Regions from separate parts of the Mus musculus genome. Here all the other regions are linked to region 1. The links are chromatin contacts, called in public HiChIP or PLAC-seq and promoter capture Hi-C maps. All regions are on one chromosome and are shown on one strand. Each heading gives the region's core, a stretch centred on a gene start, on an enhancer-like site or on the middle of the called end of the contact. The rest is flanking DNA. Distances are from core to core; before and after follow the strand shown.

What was found. Promoter capture Hi-C pulls out the DNA fragments that hold promoters and counts their contacts. HiChIP or PLAC-seq counts read pairs in DNA pulled down with a chosen protein or histone mark.
Region 2: a contact with region 1 is called in a promoter capture Hi-C map of liver, with 4 times the contacts expected there. The contact joins the promoter of Nol12 here to the promoter of Foxred2 in region 1. A contact is called at or near these places in 1 of 39 promoter capture datasets (liver) and 1 of 115 datasets of contacts at active chromatin or transcription factors (pancreatic cancer cells).
Region 3: a contact with region 1 is called in a promoter capture Hi-C map of liver, with 4 times the contacts expected there. The contact joins the promoter of Pdxp here to the promoter of Foxred2 in region 1. A contact is called at or near these places in 2 of 39 promoter capture datasets (hippocampal neurons and liver), 2 of 115 datasets of contacts at active chromatin or transcription factors (microglia and pancreatic cancer cells) and 1 of 9 other capture datasets (pancreatic islet).
Region 4: a promoter capture Hi-C map of liver shows a contact between it and region 1, with 6 times the contacts expected there. The contact joins the promoter of Gga1 here to the promoter of Foxred2 in region 1. A contact is called at or near these places in 2 of 39 promoter capture datasets (hippocampal neurons and liver), 2 of 115 datasets of contacts at active chromatin or transcription factors (forebrain and pancreatic cancer cells) and 1 of 9 other capture datasets (adipose tissue).
Region 5: a contact with region 1 is called in an HNF4G HiChIP or PLAC-seq map of pancreatic cancer cells. The contact joins the promoter of Card10 here to the promoter of Foxred2 in region 1. A contact is called at or near these places in 1 of 39 promoter capture datasets (liver), 1 of 115 datasets of contacts at active chromatin or transcription factors (pancreatic cancer cells) and 1 of 9 other capture datasets (embryonic stem cells).
Region 6: a promoter capture Hi-C map of embryonic stem cells shows a contact between it and region 1, with 4 times the contacts expected there. The contact joins the promoter of Mfng here to the promoter of Foxred2 in region 1. A contact is called at or near these places in 5 of 39 promoter capture datasets (3T3-L1-derived adipocytes, embryonic stem cells, hippocampal neurons and 2 more), 1 of 484 Hi-C or Micro-C datasets (embryonic stem cells) and 2 of 115 datasets of contacts at active chromatin or transcription factors (large pre-B cells and pancreatic cancer cells).
Region 7: a FOXA1 HiChIP or PLAC-seq map of pancreatic cancer cells shows a contact between it and region 1. The contact joins the promoter of Elfn2 here to the promoter of Foxred2 in region 1. A contact is called at or near these places in 2 of 39 promoter capture datasets (liver and pre-B cells) and 2 of 115 datasets of contacts at active chromatin or transcription factors (forebrain and pancreatic cancer cells).

The regions. Positions count from the first base shown.
Region 1 is chr15:77,954,816-77,958,294 of GRCm38.p6, forward strand. It overlaps Foxred2 (FAD-dependent oxidoreductase domain containing 2), which reads right to left and starts at 1,907. Exons shown (of 9, transcript NM_001017983.2): 1 at 1,752-1,907; 2 at 774-1,274. The coding sequence starts at 1,273.
Region 2 is chr15:78,933,013-78,936,491 of GRCm38.p6, forward strand. It overlaps Nol12 (nucleolar protein 12), which reads left to right and starts at 1,921. Exons shown (of 6, transcript NM_133800.3): 1 at 1,921-2,063; 2 at 3,467-3,479. The coding sequence starts at 1,978.
Region 3 is chr15:78,912,179-78,915,657 of GRCm38.p6, forward strand. Pdxp (pyridoxal (pyridoxine, vitamin B6) phosphatase) reads left to right here and starts at 1,741. Exons shown (of 2, transcript NM_020271.3): 1 at 1,741-2,353. The coding sequence starts at 1,792. Gm30368 (a long non-coding RNA gene) reads right to left here. Exons shown (of 6, transcript XR_003951546.1): 5 at 3,113-3,479; 6 at 26-116.
Region 4 is chr15:78,875,424-78,878,902 of GRCm38.p6, forward strand. Gga1 (golgi associated, gamma adaptin ear containing, ARF binding protein 1) reads left to right here and starts at 1,767. Exons shown (of 17, transcript NM_145929.2): 1 at 1,767-2,194. The coding sequence starts at 2,152.
Region 5 is chr15:78,801,224-78,804,702 of GRCm38.p6, forward strand. Card10 (caspase recruitment domain family, member 10) reads right to left here and starts at 1,819. Exons shown (of 21, transcript NM_130859.2): 1 at 1,632-1,819; 2 at 1,158-1,409; 3 at 410-547. The coding sequence starts at 1,761.
Region 6 is chr15:78,771,768-78,775,246 of GRCm38.p6, forward strand. Mfng (MFNG O-fucosylpeptide 3-beta-N-acetylglucosaminyltransferase) reads right to left here and starts at 1,678. Exons shown (of 8, transcript NM_008595.2): 1 at 1,251-1,678. The coding sequence starts at 1,505. Card10 (caspase recruitment domain family, member 10) reads right to left here. Exons shown (of 21, transcript NM_130859.2): 21 at 3,369-3,479.
Region 7 is chr15:78,717,222-78,720,700 of GRCm38.p6, forward strand. Elfn2 (leucine rich repeat and fibronectin type III, extracellular 2) reads right to left here and starts at 1,550. Exons shown (of 2, transcript NM_001358692.1): 1 at 1,183-1,550.

The sequences.
Region 1 (3,479 bases), core at 657-3,156:
CAGCATGGGTTTTAGGGACACTTATTTTAGAAAACTATCAGATGTGTCCAACCCGTGGCCTCTGGGCCACATGGGATCCAGGATAGCTATGATTATGGCCCAGTATAACTTGCAAACTTACTTAAAATATGAGATTTGTGTATATGTGTGTTTCACAACTTGGTTGCATGGTTTTAGAACTTGAAGCCTGTGAATGAAAATATAAAAAGGTGCCGGGCAGTGGTGGCACATGTCTTTAATCCCAGCACTTGGGAGGCAGAGGCAGGTGGATTTCTGAATTCGAGGACAGCCTGGTCTACAGAATGAGTTCCAGGACAGCCAGGGCTACACAGAGAAACCCTGTCTTGGAAAAAGGAAGAAAGAAAGAAAGAAAGAAAGAAAGAAAGAAAGAAAGAAAGAGGGAGGGAGGGAGGGAGGGAGGGAGGGAGGGAGGGAGAGAGAGAGAGAGAGAGAGAAAGAAAGAGTAGTAGTGAAAGAAAGAATATGTAGTGTAGTAGTGTCAAAAGGCTGGACCTGCCTGCATGGGTTGCTGGCTATAAGCTAAGCTCACAGGCAGTATTCAACACCACAGGACCATGGCGAAGGCAATAGAGCCTGGCAAATCCTGTACGATAAATTGCTAGATTTCCCCAAACATACTCAGCCACAGCTTTGTAAGGACGCACCTTAAAAAAGTTTTGCTTGGCACTGAACCCCATTGGGAGCAAGAAGTAGCCCCTTTCTCATTCTCTCCAATCTCGAGGCCAATTCGGCTGTGTCCTGAGGCTCCTTACCTGCACTGGTAAACCTGGCCCTTCTGGTCCGTCAGAATGAAGTAATGGCCGTTCCAGGCTTGTGGATCCTTGTCCAGGGTCACATGGGTGATGTTTGTGTTGTATAACACATGGAGCCCCAGGCGCCGCGCGAAGTCACCCAGGTAGCGCACCATGTCGCTGGCGTCGGGGAAGTAAGCCTGCGAGTAGTGTCTGAAGAGCAGGTGTGGGTCGTCGCTGAGCAGCGAGTTCCAGTCGTGGCGGAGGTTGAACTCGGCGTTGGCCTTGCCCGTGTGCCGCTTGTTGATGCTGATGAGCTTGCGGTGGCGCGGGTAGCGAGTGAAGAAGCTGCCAGGTGCGGACTCGCGTTCGAATACCTCGTAGTCCCTGCCGGCTCGATGCAGGAAGGCGGCCATCTGCAGGCCCGCAGGACCGGCGCCCAGGACGCAGTAGTCCCGGTGCGGACGGGAACACACTGCCAGGTGCAAGGCTAGGGCCACCAGCAGCCCCGAGGGACCCATCCTGCAGCACAGTAGAGGAGAGGCCTCGCACCTCGTGGCTGGCAGCTGGTGACAGCCGGCTTTCCCGAGGAACGAGAAACCAGGCGCTTGAGCCTCCCAGGGATCTGGAGCGGGGCTAGTACTGAACCCCGGGACCTAGGGGCTCATCTATCCCGTCTCCATCTCTTTCAGGTAGGATCAAGGGCCCACAGGAATTCTGAATCCCCAGCTCATCTCCATAGTCCACTTTCCTAGGGTGTCAGACTCCCTTATTGTCATGGTAATTTCCACCCCAAAGGAGAGGCAGTTTCCCCAATTTCCACTCATTTTGGATGTGCCCTGCATTTTGGGAGGAGGTCTTCCCAGGTGGACCCTTCAGAGGTTCTGGTTGGTCTACCCACCTTTCACCCTGGGGGTGGGGGTACGGGACCCTGAAGGAGGTGTGGCTTCTAAGGCCCCGCCCCAGCCCCCCGGATCACGTGAGGATGCCCCAGCACACCTGCCGCGGTCTCCGCTATCCCGCACTGCTTCTGGCGCGTGCGCGGTCCCCAGGCTGAGCTTCCGACCCGCACGCTGCCGCCACCGGTAGCCCAGCGATGCTCCCACGACAGGCTGCAGTGGAGGGAAGCTACGGCTGACTCGCGCCACAGCGGCCACGCCCCTCCCCACTCCGGGCCAATAGCAGGGGGCGGGTCACGTGTGCCACGCGCAGCACGCCGGGACTGGTGGGGCGGCCGGGGCGCGAGTGGCGCACACGTGCTGTGAGCGCTGTTTCTGAGGGTAGAGGTGCCTTGGGGAACAGCAGGTCCATGATGGGACGCCTGGCCCTTCCTTTTGATTTGTACTAATCCTTGTGCCAGAAGATGAGAGATTTTTGGAGAAAACCTTGCCATTTATATCCCTTTATTACTGTAGAAGACTGAACCTAATTGGCCAGTCAATTTTGTGGGACTGAGGAGAGGCCAAGACAGATGAACCAATTATTGTCTTAGAGTCTTGATCGTTCAGTTGTACGAAGGGTGGCCAAGGGAAGCGATTCCCAGCACTTTGTAACTGACTCGTCAATACAAAGTGACAAGGTTTGCATAAAACAAAGATAAAGCTAAGTGGGTTTTGAGACAGCATAGTGGCTCACTCTTGTATGTCCAGCAATCGTGAGACTGAGACAAGAGGACTGTGTGAAATCCTGCTTCAAACTCCCCAACCCAGAGGCTCAAACTGCAATTCTGTGTAGGAAGGAGGATTTGAATATTCAGGCTAGCTCCCTAGACCAAGTTACTCACCTGGCTAATTAGAATACTGTGTGCCTTTTGGAGGAAAGGATAGCGACCTTCACAAGGCGATGCAGAAGCTGAGGGTTCTTAGGAAAAACATCTGGGAAGGACTTTACCAGCTTTGCGTGACTGTAGCTGCTTCCCATTAAAAAGGAGCCTTGCTCCTGGAAGCCTAATCGGAACCCCGCCCACTTGCAGCTTCCCTCATTTGCCCTTAGAAATTTACGTTTATGATTTTCCTGGTGAAAGAAAGCACACCCGGAATGCTGGTGTTTTCTTTAGAGCCTGCACTAAAGAAATCCGCCCTGGGGGCAGACATAAACTTTAGTTTATTGTCATTGTGGAGACCTCAGCCCACAGGTTTAGTTTGGAGCTATCCTGGGTAGACAAGGTATCTCACCGAAAATAAAGCCGAGCATTTCATAGATACTGTGGAGAGGATGGGCAGGCACCAAAAGGAACTAGAAAGTTGGTCTGCCTTTGGTGATGGAAATGGAATGATCAGGAGCCCCACGCCTGGCTAAGGTGCAGGATTCCCAGCCATTGATCTACAGCCCACAGCGCAGGGCTACAGGAGCTTCTTGTAGGTGGATTGGACCAAGGGATCTGGATTCTGGGCCACTCCTGAAGCCCAAGACATTTGTCACACTATTTTATGTTGTTTGCACTCTACATTAAAATCTCAGTCAGGGCTGCTCCAAGTCTGAGATTCTCAGAAACGCCAAGGTTTCTGCTCAGCATCCTTTGCTGGCCTCTTTAAGTTAGTTCAATTATGTTGCTGAAACCTGCCTCTTTAGTAAGGCAATCCCCATCCTGTTTCCTTTTCTCCATAGCTCTGCTCCCACTCACACCCCAGTTCTGAAGGGGCAGGTGAGAATGCCCAGGCAGGCAGGCCAATTACTGAAGTGTTCAGCAGAGCACTCAGTCCACAGCCTTTAAACACATGTTCTTAC
Region 2 (3,479 bases), core at 671-3,170, 980 kb after region 1:
GTCTAGTAACCCTTTTCTTAAGATAGGGTCTCTAGCCCAGGCTGGACTCCAATTTTCTGCGTATCAGGATGATTTCAAACTCCTGACCCTCCTGTCTCTACTTGCTAGGATAACAGGCTGTGTCACCATGCCCAGTTTGGGGACCCACACTTTTTTTTTTAATGTGTTCATTTATTATATGTGAGTACACTGTTGCTATCTTCAGACATACCAGAAAAGGGCACTAATCTCATTACAGATGGTTGTGAGCCACCATGTGGTTGCTTGGATTTGAACTCAGGATCTCCAGAAGAGTAGTCAGTGCTCTTAACCACTGAGCCATCTCTCCAGCCCCGACCCACACTTTAAAGATAACTTCTTCTCAGCATCCAGCATAGAATCTCCGAGTGGGGGACCCGTGTGGGAGGAATCAGACATTCATGGAGTGCCACACCTACGTGGAAGTGAGGCTCATTATCACAGCCTGCTTCCCACCTCTCTGAGCAGACATATTAGCTTCTGAGGGAGTGGCCAGGAAGCTGGGAAGGGAGACCAAACACCAAAGCTCAGACAATCTAGCTCACATTTGATCACTGGCACAATCCCTGCTCTCCCCCCACCCCGTTTGGCTTTGGTTTTTTGAGACAGGATTTCTCTGTGTAGCCCTGGCTGTCGTGGAACTTACTCTGTAGACCAGGCTGGCCTCGAACTCAGAGATTTCCCTCTGCACCAACTGAGTCTGGGAGAATATTGTGTTATGCACTTCTGACCCGACACACTTGTCCCACCACAGTCACGGCTCTCAGTTTGCTGCACGCAGGAGCAATATTCAGGGTCACCAGAGAATGTTCTAGAAATGGACATTCTGGGGCCCTGCCAAGTGTGTTGAACCCTGAACCCTCAATTTGGATTTCAGCAAGCCTTTAAGTGCATGCCAGAGTTCCAGGGCCACCTCTTTACAGCCTTACAAAGTCACTACAATGATCTCTATTTTATAAATAGGAAAGTGAGACACAAAGAAAAAGGCAATTTGGGGGCTGGAGAGATGACTCCAATGGTTAACAGTGCCTACTTGTCTTATAGAGGACCAAGGTTTGATTCTCAGTACCCACATGACTCACACACCATCTGTAACTCTAAGATTTATTTATTTATTATATGTAAGTCACTGTAGCTGTCTTCAGACACACCAGAAGAGGGAGTCAGATCTCATTAGGGATGGTTGTAAGCCACCATGTGGTTGCTGGGATTTGAACTCAGGACCTTCGGAAGCAGTCGGGTGCTCTTACCTGCTGAGCCATCTCACCAGCCCCCATCTGTAACTCTAGTTGCAGGGGATTTCATACCGTCTTCTGGCCTTGTAGGTCCTCATACAGTAGACCTAAACTCACTTAGGCACAGTATTTTTTTAATCTTACTTATTTATTTATAGACAGGGTCTCTTTATTGTCTAGCTCTGCTCTGGTTGTCCTGGAACTCACTGTGTAGCTTAGGCTGACTTTGATCCACCTGCCTCTGCCTCTCAGGTACTGGGATAAAGATGTATGCCACCTCCCCTAGCCCATAATTTATGATTTAATCTTTTTTTTTTAAAGGGGGGCAATTGCTTTTGAGTCACATACTTTGTAAAGGAATACCAGTGTTTGCATCTAGGCAGTTTCCCTCGCTCAAGGAAATCATGAAAGAGTTGACATCTGAATTCAATTAAGTTCAGTAATTCTTAGCGGTTTATAAATAACTCCAGATTGAGCGCTTGTTCGAGGCAGGTCAGATGATGGAATCGGGGAGCCTAGTTCTCACCGAAGCCATTCTGGGAGGATTGTTCAGAAGACCTGAACCAAAGCTGAGGCAGGACGGGAGGCTCCTTTAAAAGGTGGAGCCAAATCTGCGGAACTGTGGAACAAGGCCACGAAGAGCGCCCTACCGGAAATCTGAAACTGCTACACCCGGAAGTGTTTTAAAGTCAGAAGCGGCCACGCTGCCGGAAGCTTCACTGCAATGGGCCGCAACAAGAAGAAGAAGAAAAGAGATGGAGACGACCGGCGGCCCCGGCTCGTTCTCAACTTTGATGAAGAGAAGCGGCGGTGAGTGGCAGGGTGGAAAGAGACTCCCGTCGGGCTGCCGGGGGAAGCGCGCCAGGCACAGGGCGCGCACGCCCACGCGGAGGGTTCTTCCGGCCCCGCCCCTGGATGTAGCTGGAGCTCGCCTTCCTCTTTCCCCACCTCGGGGGATGGAGTCGCCCGCTCCTCCCTCGCTGTTTACGGCTCTCAGCGCTGCGCCTTGGACCACCGGAGTGCCGCGCCGTCTATTGTCACAGCCCATAGCTGGCTCCCAGTCGTTGTTGACGAAGGACGAGCCGATGGGATGAGAGAGGTTTAGTTCATTGATTCACGCACCAGACTGCGTGCCAGCCAAGCCTGAGACCAGAGGCTGAACTGCTTTTTAGTGTCACCGTAAATAGCACCTTGTGGTCTGATGGCTCTCAACCTGTGGGTCGCGACCCCCTTAAACCCATCGGAAAAGAGATAATATTTACATTACGATCCATAACAGTAGCAAAATACAGTTAAAACCCCTGGTGTAGTGTACCAACGGAAACCGTAATTGCAAAGCCTGGTAGTGCAGACCTATAATCCTAGCCATCCCGGATGCTGAGGCAGGAGGATTGCAAAGTAAAACCCTGTGCGGGAAAGTTCAAGAACGGTATGGGCATTTGGACAATTTGTCCCTGTCTCCAAGACAATATAAACGAATTAATTTATTAGACCATTTGCCTAGCTCGAATAAGGTACTAAGCGTAATTAACTTCCAATACAGCAAACTCAGGAACAGCAGAGATTAGACAGGAAGAAGGAAGCACGAGTCAGGAAGGTGGGGGCACTCCTAGGACCCGCCACACAGGACCCAGGTGGGTTCAGGAGTCAGGTGGCCTTGAGGACTGGTTGTTGGTTGGTTCAGTGAAAGAGTTTTGGGGTCTGGGTGAAGGCATTATTAGAAAGCCTTACTAGAAGTGACTCCTATGAAATAAAGTTTGCCAGTGTGGGAACAGTGACCACCAGCTCTGTGTATTGACCACCTGGCCTTTTGTGTACTTAGCAAGGGGCAGGAAGGCCAGGTGAGCTAGGTGACGTTTGGTTAGTGATGGAGCGCGTACTGAGACTATAGCTTCCAGCATAGGTGTGTGGTAGGTTATACCACCCAGGATTATTATGTAAGTACACTCTGATGGTCCAGCAAGGACTCACAACTCATTTCTCGAAGGTACCTTTGTCATTGAATGACTTGTGACTGCATTGTCTGTGACCTTGGATGAGTATCCTAGTCTCTTCCTCAGAGTCCCCATCTATAAATTAAGGGTTGGCTGTGAGAGGGTAAAATGGGTTGGTGGGTAGGAGAGAGTCAGGCAACTTATGGAGCTCTGTAGAGCCCTGCTTTCCTCCTGGCTCCTCCTGACTCCCCTGGCTTCTCCCCTTCTTCCTTCTTGCAGGGAGTACCTGACA
Region 3 (3,479 bases), core at 491-2,990, 960 kb after region 1:
GGAGCTGCTTGTCTTGAGTATGGTTCCCACATGCTAGTTTCTCACCCAGATAAGAGTGCCACCTGCAGGTGAAGTTTCCGAAGCCATGAGAAGGGACTGGCCAGCGATGCCTGGGCCTGAGATGAAGTGTTTGAGATTAGCGTTCGCCTAGGTCTTCCTCCCACCCAGGGCCCCGTTTGCACAGCCTCTCAGGATCATGGGTTTCTCTTCTGAGACAGTCTAGCAGTTCCACCCAGTCTGTGTTCTGAAGACCAACACGCCCGTGTGTGTGCGCACACACACATAAACACACAGTTTTCTCGAGAGCAGGGATTGAGCTATCCATGGCCTTCCCTGAGTTGCTCTGTGTAGTCCCAGGCTAACGCTCCTTTCAGCTCTACACCTGAGGGTCTTTTGGGAGTGGGCTGGCAGAAGTGGGTCAGTGCATCTGGAAGCCCAATTTAGTAACCGAGTGGAGGCAGGGGCATGCTGTCTATGGTCTTCTAGGCTAAGAAACCCATTACAAAAGGCACAAAGAACAGAAAATAGTTGGGCCTCAAAGGCACGGTTTTTCTTCGGTCTCTTCCCTTCAGTTGCTCTGGGTTAGACAGCTACAGTTCTGCTTAGAACCAAAATATTGTGACAGTACAGATCCCTGTTCATCCCTGGTCCCCATACTTTGAATTACTGGTTATTCAAAGGCTTGACAGATTAAAAGGTTTCCGTCTACAAAATGGAGACCTAGGCAGTTGGGATCACCCCATCAATAAAATGGGTTACCAATTGGGCCTGGCCATCAAAATAGTGCCTAGTGCCCCCACACACATAAAACATGAAATCAGATCTCTGGGTTCCTGTCTTACAGCCATGTGTTTGATTATCTATTTATTTATTTATTGGGTTTTTTTTTTGTTTTGTTTTTTTGTTTTTTGAGACAGGGTTCTCTGAATACCCTTGGTCCTAGTACTTGCTCTGTAGACTAGGCTGGCTTGGAAATCAGAGCTCTTCCTACCTCTGATTCTGAGTGCTGGGATTAAATGTATGTGTTCGCATCGCCCGGCTAGAACGTTTTAACATTCATCTGTGTGGATGTGTGTGTGGAGGTCAGAAAACAACTGGAAGGAGTATGTTCTCTCCACCGTGAGGTTTCTGAAGAAGGAACTCGGGTCCTCAGCCTTGACAGCAAACTGCCATCATCTGCTGAACCATTCCACTGACCTGTACCTGTGTTTTAAAAATCATTTATCTAAAGCCATCGAACTATAAAGTATACATCTTACTAAACGGAAATTATACAACAACAACAACAAAAAAAAAAAACAAGTTCCCCAGGAGACTCCACAGCACAGTCAGATGACCAGAAGGATCACTGACCAGGTCTAAGAGCCCAGGCCAGCTTGCGAAGTCACGGGTGATGGAGCCCTGGCTCCATCACATCCACATGTTTCTAATGAGCCTCAATGGTTCCGAGGGCAACAAGATGTGGCCCGAAGACAACATCTCTCTCAGCCTCTGTTTTTCTCCTAGCAACCATCTGGCCTACGTTTTTAATTGGCTGGGAAGCGCACGGCGATTCGCTGCAGACCAGGCTGTCTCTTCATTGGTCGCCTCCTTCTAGTGGCGCCCGCGGTCCCGCCCCTTTCTCCGAGCTCCTTCGGGATCGGCCAGCACCTTCGACTAAATTCTAGTCGCTATTGGCTGAAGCCTGTGTTCGTAGCCCCGCCTCCTCCCCGTTCTGCGCGCCAATTGGTGAAGCTGCCCCTTGTCCACGGAGGGAGCGCAGCGCGCGCGTGCGAGCGGCCAGCCGGCTGCATGGCGCGCTGCGAGCGGCTGCGCGGCGCGGCCCTGCGCGACGTGCTGGGCCAGGCGCAGGGAGTCCTGTTCGACTGCGACGGAGTGCTGTGGAACGGCGAACGCATCGTGCCGGGCGCCCCTGAGCTGCTGCAGCGGCTGGCGCGGGCCGGCAAGAACACGCTGTTCGTGAGCAACAACAGCCGGCGCGCGCGGCCCGAGCTGGCGCTGCGCTTCGCCCGCCTGGGCTTCGCGGGGCTGCGCGCCGAGCAGCTCTTCAGCTCCGCGCTGTGTGCCGCGCGCCTCCTGCGCCAGCGGCTGTCCGGGCCGCCCGACGCATCGGGCGCAGTGTTCGTGCTGGGAGGCGAGGGGCTGCGCGCTGAGCTGCGCGCCGCGGGGCTGCGCCTGGCGGGGGACCCCGGCGAGGACCCGCGCGTGCGCGCCGTGCTCGTAGGCTACGACGAGCAGTTTTCCTTCTCCAGGTTGACCGAGGCGTGCGCGCACCTGCGCGACCCCGACTGCCTGCTCGTGGCCACCGATCGCGACCCTTGGCACCCGCTCAGCGACGGAAGCCGGACCCCCGGTGAGCACGGGACTGGGCGCGGGGATGTGTGCTGGGACCTGACGCGCTTTTCGGAATTCCTGCAGCTGCCGCCTGTCGGATAGTGGCCGAGGACCAGTTTGACACACGAGCCACCTTAGGCTCACTGTAGCTCAGGGAATTGCAGGTGGGATACAGATTTGGAACCGGCCTCTTGGGCTTTTGTCATTGGCCCCACCCACTTTGCAGGAGGGTTTGTCGAAGCGGTCTGGAAGGATGATGCCGGTGGAGAGCTGGATCCGCGCATCCAGAATCAGGGTAGTGGGGAAACTAGGGGGTAGTGGAGCTTGACCTTAGGCCAGTGGGGAGACTGGAAGGTAGTGGAGCTTGACCTCAGTTCCAGTTCTGGCCCTGTTTGGTTAACCCTGTGAGTTACATAACCTCGGAACCTGGTTTCCAGTGGGGTTCTTTACCATGTCGGTTATCCCCAGGCTTTTGAACCCAGCCCTCTAGTTTATTAATAGCTTCCTGAAGCTCCTTAATGGTGCCTTCATTTCCTTTCCAGATTAGTTCAAAAATAAGAGTTTTGGCCCATTTCACAGTTAAAGAAATTGGTACTTAAGGGAGGTGAGCTGCCAGGGAACACACAGCATAGAGCAGGGGAACCTGACTTGGCCTTTGGGGACCCCCCATCCATCCATCCACCCATCCAAGAGCAGTCCAGGCTGTTCAGGCCTGTACCTAAACAGAAGCGCTGACCTCTGGCATGAGCCCCAAGAGATGGAGGGATCAGAGACTTACCAGATAGTGATGAATGGCTATAGACAGGTTTGGTTCCTCCAGATGAGACATGGACATATCTCTGCCACTCTCTTCTGCTAGCCTTTGGCTCACATAGTCCTTGATACCAAATTCAGGGGTTCTGCAGGGTGGTATTGCAGGAAGTGAGGGAGTCACGGGTTCGAGATGGGGCAGTGAAATGGATGCCTGTGGAGAGGATCTGGGAAGCCTTCCCGGAGGAGGCATACCGTCAGGCTGGTGTAGCCGAAAAAGGAAGTTACTGTCTGGGCCTTTCCTGGCTCTGCCTGAGACCTACCCTCACCTCATACATGAACCTTCTCCCCACAAATCTAGAGGTCACAGCTGTAGCAGCCTTTTTTCCCCCATC
Region 4 (3,479 bases), core at 517-3,016, 920 kb after region 1:
TTGTGGGAAACCCTGTCTTCTTTAAGTTGCTTTTATCAGAGCAGTTTAATCACAGCAACAGGAAAAGAAACTCAGGGATTCACCAGATGCAATGCTTCAGGATGAGACTTCCCAGAGGCAGGGAGGGACACAAACCACAAGCATGCAAAGAAATACACTGTGGGGCAGCTGGAGGTTAGAGCTCAGGTGGTGATGTGTCTGCCTAACATGTTTATATGAAATGCTAGGTACCACAGAAATCGCCAGCTTGGGCTATAAGGACTCTAGATGGAGGCAGAAGTAGCTGGAGATGTCTCTCAGTTGGTAGCGTGTTGCTTAGCTTGCAAGAAGTCCTATTCTCTTGCAGGTGTGGTGATGCACGCAGAAGGTGGAGAAAGAAGGATCAGAGATCAAGTCTATAGTGCGTTCAAGGCCTGCCTAGGCTTACAGGAGACCCTGCCTCTGTCGCTCCACCAAAAGTGCCTGTGAGTAGTGATCTGACTTTAAATCAATTTGGCAAATGCAGTTTGGGTTTTTGTTTTGGGTTTTGTTCTGTGTAGCCCTGGGTCCTGGAACTCGCTCCGTAGACCAGGCTGACTTTGAACTCGGAGATTCACCTGCCTCTTCCTCTCAAGTGCTAGGTGGCGTGCGCCACCACTGCCCGGCCTGCAGTTGGGTTTTATTTCATTAACAATTTTAAAAATAAAGAAAACAAAGCAGGCGGAGCCCATCTTGTTACCCTCTCCCGTATCTTATAGGTTGCAGGAGAGAATTAAACGTCTCACTGAGAGTTGGGTTCAGAAGAAAACCCGACTGAAATGAGGTAACTGGTTCTGCAAGGTGAATACTGATCCCTCCAAGGCCACAGGCATGCGGAACTGGATTCGCCGGTTCCTTGGTCTCAGATGCTCTTTAACTCTTCCTGGCACAGGCTCGCTGGAGAGGGCACAGTAGCCAGTTCCCCCGACGGCCGCCAGAGGCTACAGAGAGCGAACTGGCATTCCTGAGAATTAGCCAAGGCGACCGCAGAGGGTGGAAAAAGCGGGTGAAAGTACCTCACATTTTGCCTCCTCCTAAACCACCTCAAAAAAAGAGCCTGACGTCGTCACCATTCCAGTTTGGGGAAAGATAACCTCTCATTTTGCCACCACCTCTCTGGCTTCCCCATCACCTTGAGAGTGTTACGTGCTTTGAGATACGATATTCCACACTGGCCTTGAACTGATAACCTCCTGCCTCTGTCTGATAAGTGCGGGCGTTATCATCACCTTGTAGGATATATATCTGGCCTTGTCTTTCTCTCCAGGGCTGGGCACCGAATAACCCAAATGCAAGGAGTTTCTAAACTGAATGCAGAATTAAGTACTCGGTGCAAGCACTGACCCCTAATGACCTCAGGCAAACTCATAACCTGGCTCCCGGGTTTGAATGTAGATTCATAGGTTAAGAAAAAAAAAAGACTTAGCCCTTTGCTGGGCGTGGTGGCACACTTCTTTAATGTCTGCACTTGGGAGGCGGAAAAAGGCGGATCTCAGGAATTCCACGCCAGCCTATTCTACAGAGCGAGCTTCAGGACTGCCAGAGCAAGACAGTGAGCCCTTGTCTCAAAGGGGAAAAAACTGCTCAGAACAATGCCTAGGGCTTTAAGAGCTAAACAAACGTTAGCTTAACCTCATCGCGTTGGCGGCGGCCACAGTGCCCAGTTGCCCTTTTAAGGGACTTTGACATCTTCCCACGTAAGCGGAAGTACCCCTGAGGGCTCCGGAAGTGACTTCAGAACCCCTTCAGAAACATGGCTCCGGAGCGTTGTCCCGGAAGCGGTCACGGGTCTCTGCGTGACGCTAACTGAGTTAGAGCGGTCCCGCGGGGTTTCTATGGTGCCGCCCGCCACCCCCAGGCTCTCCTCTTCCTCTCCCGCCCGAGCGCCCGGAGCTGCGAGGCCGCCGACCAGCCCCACCGGCGACTCCGCCAGCCGCCAGGGGGAGGGGCGCCGACGAGGCGACGCTCTAGGCGGCTCCACCCGCGTCTCGATGGTGCCCGGCGTCCCGGTGCCGCGTTCCTACTCCGCGGGGTGGACGCGGCCCCTTTAACCGGCCGAGGGCGGAGCCGAGGAGTTCCCGCGAGAGCGGCCGGGGGGCGGGGGGCGGCGCCGAGGCCGGGGGCCCGTGGCGGATGGAGCCCGCGATGGAGCCGGAGACTCTGGAGGCACGAATCAGTGAGTGTCCGGGAGGGGCGCGAGCCGGACCGGAACCGGAACCGGGGGCGCGAGGCTGGCCCCTCTCTCTCTCCCGGCGGGGCGGGGTCCGCGCGCCCCCTCCTCACGCCCCGCCCCCCGACCCGGAGGGGCGGCGCCCCAGTCTGTCGCTCCGCTCGGACCCTGGCAGCTGCGCGCAGCCTGGCCGGGAGCGGGCGCCGCCCACCCACCCCGGTGACCCGGTGGCGCAGAGTTATCCCGGACCCCCGAAGGCCCTGCCTGTTGCACCAAAGCGCAGACCCTCGAGTCTTCCCCTAGAGGGATCCCCCCACTTCCTCAGGGCCTGAGTCTTTCAAACCCTGTGCCCGCAGCTCTTCTTAGATCTGCTCGGTCCCCCAGCCCAGGAAAGGGGGGACCCCTGGCCCATCTGATCCAGCTCTGTCCGCGCCTGGAGAAACTCCCAGTGCTTGAAAGGGTCCCGTCTAAGACTCCATAAGGAAATCAAGTTCTCTGTCGTTATACCCAAGCCCAGCCTTGCTTTGCGTCCCAGATTGCTTTCCTAGCCCCTGCTGAGCCTCCTCCCCAGGCCTCTGTCCTTGTTTCCTGTCTCCTTCGAAACAGCTTCCTCCAACTCTGGCTTCCAAGCCCCATCCTCTGTTCTCCCTGTCCCACACTGCTTGTTGAAGATCCTTGGCCTTGCCAACCCCATTCCTGAACTCTGCCCCTGGGAGCTGCAGGTTGGCTCTTCTGGTCCATTTAGTGACAGGTCTGTCCCAAGGCCTTTCAGGGATGTGACCCAGAGAAGCCTTCCGGTCTATCCTCAAGCTCAACCTCCTGGTCTGAGATATAGCAAGGATCTGTGCAGGGTGGTGTGGGCCGACATGGTCAGCATCTTTGAAGCCAGCCTCGAAGGAAGTTGAACTGGAAGGTTGATTCCCAGAGCTCACCGATCTGGGGGGGGGGGGGGGGGCGGAGGAGAGTCAGCCTGGCAGTGGGGTTGATTGGTGGTTAGAAGGAGACAGTGACCATGGACTGCATGAGATACAGTACTGCACGGGTCTCAGGAGGTCAGAGGTAAAAGAGGACCATAGATATTTTCCCCATCTGTCTTAGTCAGGGTTTCTATTCCTGCACAAACATCATGACCAAGAAGCAAGTTGGGGAGGAAAGGATTTATTCAGCTTACATTTTCCACATTGCTGTTAATCACCAAAGGATGTCAGGACTGGAACTCAAGCAGGTCAGGAAGCAGGAGCTGATACAGAGGCCATGGAGGGATATTCTTTACTGGCTTGCTTTCCCTGGC
Region 5 (3,479 bases), core at 569-3,068, 850 kb after region 1:
TTTACTTATCTATCTATCTATCTATCTATCTATCTATCTATTTACTCGGGGGAAGGAAAGCATCTATGCACAACTTTCAGGAGTTGGTTCTCTCCTACTGTGTGGGTCCCGGGGAGTGAACTCAGGTGGCCAGGCTTGCTTCTTTATCCACTAAGCCATCTCATTTATTCTTGAACGTTTACATGAGAAACTAGCCATACCATTCATAAAGATGATTAGAGAGAGAGAGTCATGTTAAGCACATGGACTCTGAACTCTGGGGCCCTGGGTAAACTTCTGCAGTTGGTGCCTCAGTTTCTTCATCTGTCCAATGGGTATAGTGAAAACAGACACCACCACCCCCAGTGCAGTTGGGGTAAGAAAATTCTGCTCTGGTGGCAAGGATGGGGCACCCACTGAGATTGCTCACCAAGGATCATGGAGCAGCGTTGGGCAGGTTCCTGGCCAGTGAGCAGCGTGAAGTGTTCTGGGTAGTAGAATTCCAGGGCTTCCAGGAAGGCCTCGAAGCCCCTCTTGCCCCGGCAGCGTAAAATGTCTATGAGGCGCCCTGAGGGTAAAGGTTGTGACAGGGGTCAGGATGAGGTCTTCCCCCAGTGCCCCTGCTCTCCACCCCGACAATGCTCCAGGGCCTACGTTCCCCAGATTTTTGGGCTGTGACACACACCGGGGCCTGTCCCAACACATCAGGGAGCAAAGCTCAGTCTGCCCTGGCTAGGAACACCAGACCCTCCCCAGAGCACCTGCACTGGAGCAGGTCCCCAGCAACCCCTACACACACACACACACACACACACACACACACACACACACACACACACACACACACACGTTACGCATGCCCGGGGGCATCGGATGCCTGCGTTTCCCAGGCAAAATGCTCTCATTGACTTAAGTTCCCTGATACTTTTAGTCCCTCTGACAGTCCTGGTACAAAGACGCCCAGTGGGAGAGGAGCCTCGGAGAACTGAGCCCGGATTTGAGCTCTTGAGAAAAACTGATTCTTTAAGGGATACACAAATGGGACAGAGAGAACCAGAGAGGTCAAAGAGCACAGTAAAGATCCCACAGGGGTCGCCATCGGCACCGGCAACCACATCCAGCTGTCTGCTCTGGAGCGGGCCTAGGAAGGGAGAGGAAACCCCTGGCGGCGGGCTCACCGGTACGGTTAGCGCGGCACGGGAAACGGTAGGTGCTGAGCACCTCCTCCTCGTCCTGTTCGTCCAGGACGCGGCACTGGCGCAGATACGGCGTGAGCTTGGCCGGATTCAGGGCGCGCGTCAGTCGGTGCCGGACGCCCTCGATCCGCTCCCACAGCGCGTCCTCTTCGGCCTCCGACCCCGAACCCGCCCCAGCCTCCTCGTCAGCCTCGCCCGCGTCCGCCCGGCCCTGCATGGCCGCGTCCTCCGAGCCTGCGGGCGACAAGCACGGTGGGCACGGAGCCGCGGTCACCGCACCTGGGCGTCGCCCGCGGGTCCCGGCGCTGTCGGGCTCCGTCTTCCCGGGATCCCAAGCTGCTCTGCCTGCACCCTCCCGGGTCCCCGAGAGGTCACGCCCGCGTCCTCCCGGGCGTCCCGTCGGCGTCCTTTCACGTCCCCACGCTGCTGTCCCGCCCGTGTCCTCCCCGCACTCACCACGGGCGCTGCAGCTGCCCTGAGCTCCCGGCTCTGTGCTCGGCCGACGGCTCCGGAGGCGCGACGGGGCGGTGCCTTCGGGGTCATTGGCTCCGCCCCCAGCCCGGCGGCCTCCCGGGCCACCCAACATTGCCCGCGACCCGCTGCGCTCCGGTCGTCCTCCCGGCCGCTCTGCGGGCCAGCCGCGCCTCCCCACCCCCCACCCCCGCTTCCTGTTTCCCGCCGGCTCTCCGGGCCAGTCCTGGCGGGGTCCGCACGGCCCTCCCACACCTGCCCGGCCCCCGACGGGGCGGAGCCGCCACGCGCGCGCCCACACCCCGCGCGCCACCGCCAGGGCCACTGCCGCCGCTGCTGCTCACCTTGTCCCCCACCATGAGCACAACACCAGCCTGCACCCTCTACAAGCCCGACTCCCGGTGCAGCTGGCCACCCGGAACCCTGAACGCGACAAGTGTCCGCTCCACTAGCCACACACGCCCTGAAGTCAACAGGTCACACCAACTTAGCGAGCTCTGGGCTCGGACCTCATATACAGAGCCCCATCATTCCCACTTAAACTCGCATGGTAGGTATATTCACTCTGCTGAAAGTCACATAATACATATCTGTCTTTCAGGAAATATCTGCAAAGTGTGGGACAGGGCCTCAGAAGCTAGCAGAACTTTCACACGTGTCCATGTTCTGGGATAATGGCCTTACAAGTGTTGAGCAGGACTTCGACCGGAGACAGACTACTCACGTGCCTCTCCCTCCCACAAACACCCTGTGCCTAGGCACTTGAAAGCCCCGGTCAGCTGTGAGTCTCTCTCTGTGTGTGTCTCAGCTTTGCATTCATTTGCATCCTGTTCCCAGCTAGGCCTCTTATCTGCCGGTGACCTGGACAATTGCCCCTCCACAGTCTCAGTGTTCCCGAACACGCTGCCAAGAGCTCACATCTTTCACCAAGCCCAGGACAGCCTGTGTGGGCAGCAGAGGGGAGGGGTCATGGGCACCTTTCCAAAGAAGGGAGTCAGTCCCTGCAAGTGTCCAGACTGACTGCACTTTCATTCCTGAGTCAAGTTGATGGCACACGGGGACCAGGATGCTTGCATTTCTAAATGGCCGTTCCTGCGGGGTGGGAGGGAGTGTGGTTAAAATCAATTACATTTGAAAAGGCAGCGTCAAAACTCCCTTCTGCCTTGGAGACTAATACTCCCACAATAAGGTCCTGTAGTCACATGCTAGAAGCTCTCTGGGCACTGGAAAGTGCCCTCGGGGTGGCGAGAACAGGGTTAAGAGGACACAGAGGATCTGGAAAGATGTGTAGGTCCCCAAAGCCACCCATACTTTCCGAATTAGATGCATCACTCACCCAAGGAAACAAGGTTGACCACAACCCCTGAACAGCCCCTGCAGTAAAGAAACTAGTTTACCTACATAACCTAGTTCCTTTCCCAGCCTTGAAGAACCACAGACTTTTGCTGACTTGGTTTTGTTTGGAGTATCACCAGTTCACCTGCAGAAGCAGCTCTGTAGAAAGGACTGAATTCTAATGCAAACCTATCCCTTTACAAAGGAGGAAGCAGGGGCCCAGAGAGAGCAAGAACTTGCCACACACTGGATCCGCCCTGGCCTCTCTCCCCTCCCCAGGCTCGGTTCACACTAGGCTCCCTCCCAAGGATCGCCTCTCCTCTGCTGACCCTGATACCCTGACTCTGGCTCTCACAGGGAGCAGCTCCTCCCTCAAAGAGCCGCTCCACCCTACCGCAGCCCTGTGAATATTTTTTCTTGGCCGGGATAATGGGAAGGAAACCCTGGAAAATGAGTCTTTAGTTAATTATTCTCTCATCAGAGGCAAAACCAGGGCCA
Region 6 (3,479 bases), core at 428-2,927, 820 kb after region 1:
AGGGTGTACCTCTGTGCTATGCCCCATAGGCCTCCTGGGTGACTCTGGCCAGCCCTTCCTTTCAGGGCAAGGGCACCATCGCCGTGAGCAAGACGACAGGAAAGCGCCAGGGACCATGTGAGGCTTTACTCCCTGGTACACACAGACGCAGCTTCATAAACAGGAAGGTCTGTGCGGAGGGCCAGCCCTGCTGGCTTCCGTGGAGGAACCACGGTCTCCTCCAGACAAGAAGGGGGGAGGCTGGGGGGGAGGGGTTGGGGGCTACAGGGAGCTCTACCAGGGAAGAACTCATGCCTGTACCGGACATTATGCCAGGAAACGGGGAGGGGGAGGGCATCCTTTTCAGGTACCCCCACCTCTCCCTCACTAAACTACCTCCTCTCCTTGGCCTCCCCACCAAAGGCTCAGTCACTTCCGCTCACAGAGCCAGCAGCCACCATGGGGACATAGTGTGTGTGTGCACAAGTGCATGAGTTCTGCTACCTCCCCTGACGTGGTCCCCAATGCCCCCCATACCCACACCCATCCCTGGCTTTGCTTGATGGGGTCTTGAGTATGGGGAGAGAGACTCTGCTTTCAGGAAACACACTCATTACTCTCATGCCTTCTTATTACTGTATTTAGCATGCCTAGCCCTGTGTATGAGCACAGGTATACACACACACACACACACACACATTCCATATGCCTTGGCAGATCTCCCCTCACCTTGACCTCCAGCCCACACGACCTCACCCACTGCCTCCCATCCCAACCACAGCACAGGAAACGGAGAAGCTAGACAGGGCCCTCACACCCTGGGCAGCACAGCAGGGCAGGAACTGAGAGGAAGCCTCCCTCAAGCAGGCCCCACCTCCATGTCTCTCCAGCATCCACATCACACCCCTGCCTCACACAGCCCCATCCATGCCCAGAGCTGAGGTGCGCAGCTACTCGGTCCTGGTGGGTTTTCACCTTAACACCCACCAGAATCTTCAGGCAAGTTAGGGTCAAGAATCTAGGAGATGAGGGGGACCCAAGAGGAGCCTAGGACAGAGGTGCCACATGGAACCCAACAGAGATAGACCTGTGAGTCTAAGGAGGCCCTGGAGTGTGGCAGTGGGGATGGGGGTGGGCACGGAAGAAGTGGAGAGACCCCAGAAGGAACCACTCCCTGGTGGTCAGCTTTTCCCCAGACCACCAGGAAGACCCCTGGGAGCCCCCCAGCCAGGAGTGCTCTCTCAGACTTCAAGGCAGCCCCCGCCTGTCACCTGTTGCCTGATCCTGGAGACCCACGTGTCTAGTAGCAGGTCCAGGCGGGAGCGATGGAAGGCCCAGGTAGTCTTGACTGCGATGAAGATGTCGCCTAGCTGCAGCTCCAGGGGTCCTGGGTTCCGTTGGTTCAGCCTGAGCGCGCCCTGTATCATCCTCTGGGACAAACTTGAGTGGTATCGTAGAGACAGGAGCCCCACGCACAGGAGGGTAAAGAGGGCTCCCGCCATGCCCCGAAAAAGTCGGCAGTGCATTGGTAGCAGGCCCCCAGACAGTTCAGCCCCCGACTCCCCAATCAGTCTGGGGTGGGAGGCTGGTCAGGAGGGGGCCCTGGTACAGGCAAAAGTCTGGCAGGCATCGGGGGCACACACCAACGGGAAAGGAGGAAGCTGGGTCTCTGGACCCAGAGACTGAGCCACCACCGTCCTGCCAGCCGGCAGAGGCCACCAGCCCGCCACCTGCTCCTCAGCCCTCCCTCCGGGCCACTTAGCTCCTGGCCCCGCCCCTGCCTCAGCCCGAGGGGCGGGGCTAGGCCTGGGAAGCCCCAGAGGCAGCTGCTGGGAGCCACCCACTGGAAGAGGCACAGGGCCCTGCCAGCTGCTGCAGCCACACCAAACCCTCCACGAGGTGGGAAGAAGCCACTCCAGCCTTCCTATGCCTCACAGTCCTTTCTCTGGCTCCTAGAATAGCCAGGATCCTGTCCAGCCAGCCTCAGGTCCTGGCTCATTCTCCCTCCTGCTGGCCCTTCCCATCATCCACCATGCATCAGGCCTACATCTATCACAGGGCCATGCCCACCATAGCATGCTGCCTAGATTCTTGCTTTCTTTGAATCTTTACACAGACATTATTTCTGCCATGAGGCTTTTCCTGCCCATTTTAAACAGCCCTCCTTCCCAGCCCCCAAGCCTAGACCCTTCTAACTTCTTGCTGTATGGTGTATTTTACATATTTATTGTCTTACTTATGATACTACTGAGGCAGGGGGTATTCTCTTTTGTTGACTATCCAGAACCCAGTACGGTACCTGGTACATACTGGGCACTTGATCAATACTTGTTAATTATGTTAATTAAGCACAGGAAAGTGCTTGGTGGCTGTGAATGGATCTAAGCCTGCTAAAGGCTCCTGGAGCACTAGGACAATGAGGTGTCAGCCTCAGCCTGTCCCCTTCACAGCTCACCTCCTCAGAACAGTGCCACCAAGGAAAAGCCTAGGCTTGGGGCTGGGTTCAGATCCCAGCTAGGGCCACAACCTGGCTGTATGGCTGTCGACAAGATACCTCTATCATTTACGAAATGATGGTGAGGGACTCCAAGATGGCTCAGCAGGTGAAGGTGCTTGCCACCAAGCCTGTGGATGGACCTGAGTTCAATTCCCAGGGACATGCCCCCTCCAGCAAGTTGTTCCCTGGCCTTGTGTGTGTTGCCACAGCAAGTTGTGTGCATGCACATCTGACAGGTGTGCATCACCATAGCAAATTCCTTAAAGGGATCTCGGGGCAGGTGAGAGGTGAGAGGGCTCAGCAGAAAAGGCAGCTTGCTGACACGCTGACTGCCTGAGTTTGATTCCCAGGACCCACATGACAAAAAGGGAGAACGGCTCCTGAACCTTATATACACAGTGCACTCTTGCTATTGCATGCGCGCGCGCACACACACACACACACACACACACACACACACAGTGAACATTTTTGTAAGTGAAATTCTAACCTCAAAGCCCAAGGACACCTCTTCCAGTCTGTCTCTCTAGACTGCTCCCCCGGAGGTAACCATGCTCACTCTGGGGGCTGTCTCTTGGGGACAGCCACACACCCACAATTTGCCAGGCTCCTTAAGCCACTCCTGGCCTCCTGGCTTCAAGTGACCTGAGCAGAGGACACTCTGTTGATGAGGAAGGCCGGGCTGAGGGCCCCCCACCTGGCACTGGGGCAGGTAAGGTGACTCCAGCACAGATGGCGGGCGTCTCTGGGAGGAGCCAAGGAAATATGACCCTCCCCACAAACTGAACAAACTGGCAGGGACTTGAAAGGTGGGATCCGCTGGGGATGGGGATGGGGACAAAGGGGACAGGGCCCCCAGGCCAGGCATGGAAGCAAGCATAAGGTCACCAACTTCTATGACAAACTTTAATGACTCATTGTGTGCAGCTTGAATGAAAAGGCCCGGGGAATCACCCACAAGCCTAACATTGGGATGGCCTAGCAGCACCACCACCCTGGCCTC
Region 7 (3,479 bases), core at 300-2,799, 760 kb after region 1:
CAGGCGCACACACACACCCCAGTTCAACACCTGTATCTCTCAACAAGGAGCCAGCTGCAGGGTAAGAAGAGTCCAGAGCCCTGGGAAGTACCCTTAAGTACCACATGTATCCAGATCTGGCTGAGATTCTGAGCAGTGTCCCCGGCTCATTCTCCTTGGTCATGCCTGACACACCGAGGCCTGGCAGCCTCTATCCTCCTCCACACAATCTCCCCAAGTACGCAGATTCAGAGAGAGAGAGAGAGAGAGAGAGAGGGAGAGAGAGAGAGAGAGAGAGAGAGAGAGAGAGAGACGCACACAGGCACATACAGACACACAGACACATACAAGCTCTCTCCCCTCCAAATATTCCAAGGAAGCCCTGCTGAGCCACAGATTGTGTGTGTGTCTGTGTGGCAATGGGGGTCTATCCTGAGTCAATACACATCCTTTCCACATGCATATACCACCCCACCAGCCAACACACCCACCCTCTACCCCCTCCTAGCCAGTAGCAGTACACACACACACACACACACACACACACACCACTAGGCAATGGTGGGGCTCAGTCAGAGCTGCAGTCTGTCCGTTTATGCTGGTGCTTCTGTCCCACACCAGCCCTGCCGAGGGGAAAAAAATCCAAGTCCTTGCAAGGGTCCCAGCATACCCTAACTCTGGTCCCCCTACTACATTCACAGTGCCCCTGAGAGATAGGGGGCAAGTCGAAAGCCGGTCCCTTCCCCCTGGGCTAGAGATCTAGCCACCCTGTGAAGCCCCCCTTACCAGTGAGATGAATTCCTTGACCCGCCACGACTCAGTGAAAAGCGGGCCGGAGCTCTGGTTCGCCAAAATGGGGGCCAGAGAGGTGCGGCGTGGTACTGGCTAGCAAAACCCTGCTCAAGCTTCTGCATCACCACCGCGAAAATGTTCACCTCGACGCTCGTCCTCCCTGCCCTCCCACCACGCCTCCGCCCAGCCTCTCCCCCACCACCTTGCGCAGGGTGGTCCCTTGGGGGTCTTATGGGGGATCCCCAGACCAAGAAGAACCAAGAAGAGTGGCTCTCCCTGCCTCATCCTCCCCTCCCAGGTCCCTTTCCAAGCCCCACCCCCGCTGGCGGCCAGGGAGCCCTCAGCTCAGCCTGGATTCCCGGGGTCCCCGCCAGCCGCCTGCAGCACTCGGATCCGGAGGAATCCACTCACCTCCAGTCCTGACTGGGATCCGAGCGGGATGCCACCACCTCCCGGCAGCGGCTGCTGCGGGGCCTGCGCCGGAGAGCGAGCGTGAGCGCGGGTGCGAGTGTGCGCGGCGGCCGGCCGTGGCTCTGTGCGTGTCGTGTGTCTGTGGCGTGGCCCGGGCGTGTGTGTCTGTGAGCGTGCGTGTGCGCGCAGACACTGCCACCCCCGCCTCCCGCCGCGTAGGGCTGCTGCCCGCAGAGGGCCCGGGTGCTGGGCGGAGGACCTCAGGGGCTGGCGATCACTGCGTCTGTCGGTCCGTCCGGCTCTGTAGCCAGATCCCTTCACAGGCCTCTCTCCGCTGCAGACCCTCCCGCCCCTCCGCCGTCTGCTTCCACGGCCACAAGCGCGCTCCCAGACACACGCCACGGGGCGGGGGCCGCGCTGGGCTCTGGCGCTACTGCAGCTGCAGCGCCCTGTGAGGTGGCTGCACCGCGGACCGCCAAGCCCCGGGCACCCGCCGAGCGCGCCCCCCGGCCCCGCCCCACCTCGGCCACCTCTCTCCGGGCTATGTCTCAGTTCACCCCACCACCGCCTCCTCCAGCTCATTCAACAGCTGGAGGCAAAGTTGCCCCGGGTGCAGCGCCCTGCTCGAGGACAATCTCATCCCCAACCCCGCTTCCCCCCTTCCCATGCCCGAGCACCCCTTTCCGCCTGCGCCCTGACCCGGTGTTCCGCGTGTAACCACTGGAGAGCACTGCGGTGGAGCTGCTGCGTTCCCATTTTGCAGGCGGGACAGCTGAGGCGGGTGAGCAGAGTGCTTGCCCAAAGTTTATACAGCGAGTCCGAGTCCGTGGAGTCTCCCAATTCTCCCTGCCTCCAAACCAAGGCATTTGGCTACCCCTCGCTGCCTTACCCCATCCCCGGGAGCATATTGGGCTCTGTGGCCACAAAGAGAAACTTCCTAAGGCCTTCCTGGCCACAGCTTAAGCTCCGCTTCAAACACAGACACCACCACCATCACCACCACCACCACCACCTGCAAGGGAGTCTCCCTGCAAGGCAGCGGTAGTTGAGGCTCTGCACCCGAAGCTGGGCACACAAGCAGCTGGTGGGAGTCTGGGCTGATGTCAGGAGTCTCCTCCAGCCGTTGTGACCCGCCAACCCAGACAGTTGAGCTCTGCCGCCGCCAGACTTTGTGCTTCGCAATCACTTTTCCGGGCCGCATTCACCAGAGCCTGTCCTCAGGTGGTGCACAGCGACTCAGCCCGGCTGCTGGAACTCCTAACAGGCCTGGGCTGAGTCTGGACAGATGAATGGGAGCTGATGGGTAGGAGTTGCTCAGCTGAAGGAAGTGGAGAAGGGTATCCCAGACTGCGGGAACGACATGTGCAAAGTCACAGAGGCGGAAAGCATCCTGGTGTACTTAGTACAGAGGGACCCGTGGAGTTGGGTAGCACTAGAGCAGAAAGAAATGCTGTACAAAATCGCCTCGCTCTTGTCATCCGAGGACAGGAAAGTAGCCCAGGATAGGACCAGAAGGGTAGATAAGCGCTGAGACCCAGGCCACCTGTTATGTCACAATTTAGAGAGACTGTGGGGTGTCTCACCTCTAAGCCTCCCGACCTGTACCTTTTTGAGTGGCAGGCGCATTTCTTCCTACCCATCCTTCAGATCTTCTTTGCAGACCCAATGAAACCTTATGCTGCCTCTGTCTACTAACCTAATCCCCTTCCCCGAAGAGGGACCATAAGAACTCAGGGTTCCCTAACCGAGGCTAGGCACCGAGGTGGGTCCAGCTCCAGTAGCACACACCCCACCCCCGCCCCTACCATCCCCCACCCCACCATCTCCCGATCCCACCTCCGCCAAGCTCGCTTCTGTTGAAGAGACGGCTGCCCCTGCGCCCTCTAGCGGATCAAATGCGCGACTGCAGAAAACTCCCTGTGGCTCGCGTGTGCTGAGGTGGGCGCTGGCAGAGGCCTACTAAATCCAGCCCTGGTCCAAGACATTGAGCACTGACTCTGGGAAGCACCAGGCATAGAATTGCAAAGTAACATCTCTGATTCATCTGTATGAGTGTCCCGGTCATCAGCCAGAGTGAGAGTCACACCTTGCCCCACCCCCACCCCCAGCCTCAGTTTCCCGCCTGTAAGAAATGGTTAAGGTCGCACTTCCTTACTGGTGCCTTCTCTTTTCTCCTGGGGCCTGCAAAGCTGGCTAGACTCACTCAGCGGTAGTTTTGAGCTTCCATGGTTCCCACATTCCAGCTTTGAAGGCTGGCCCTTGCAGGGTAGAGATAAGCTGTTGCCAGTTTCCCTCTC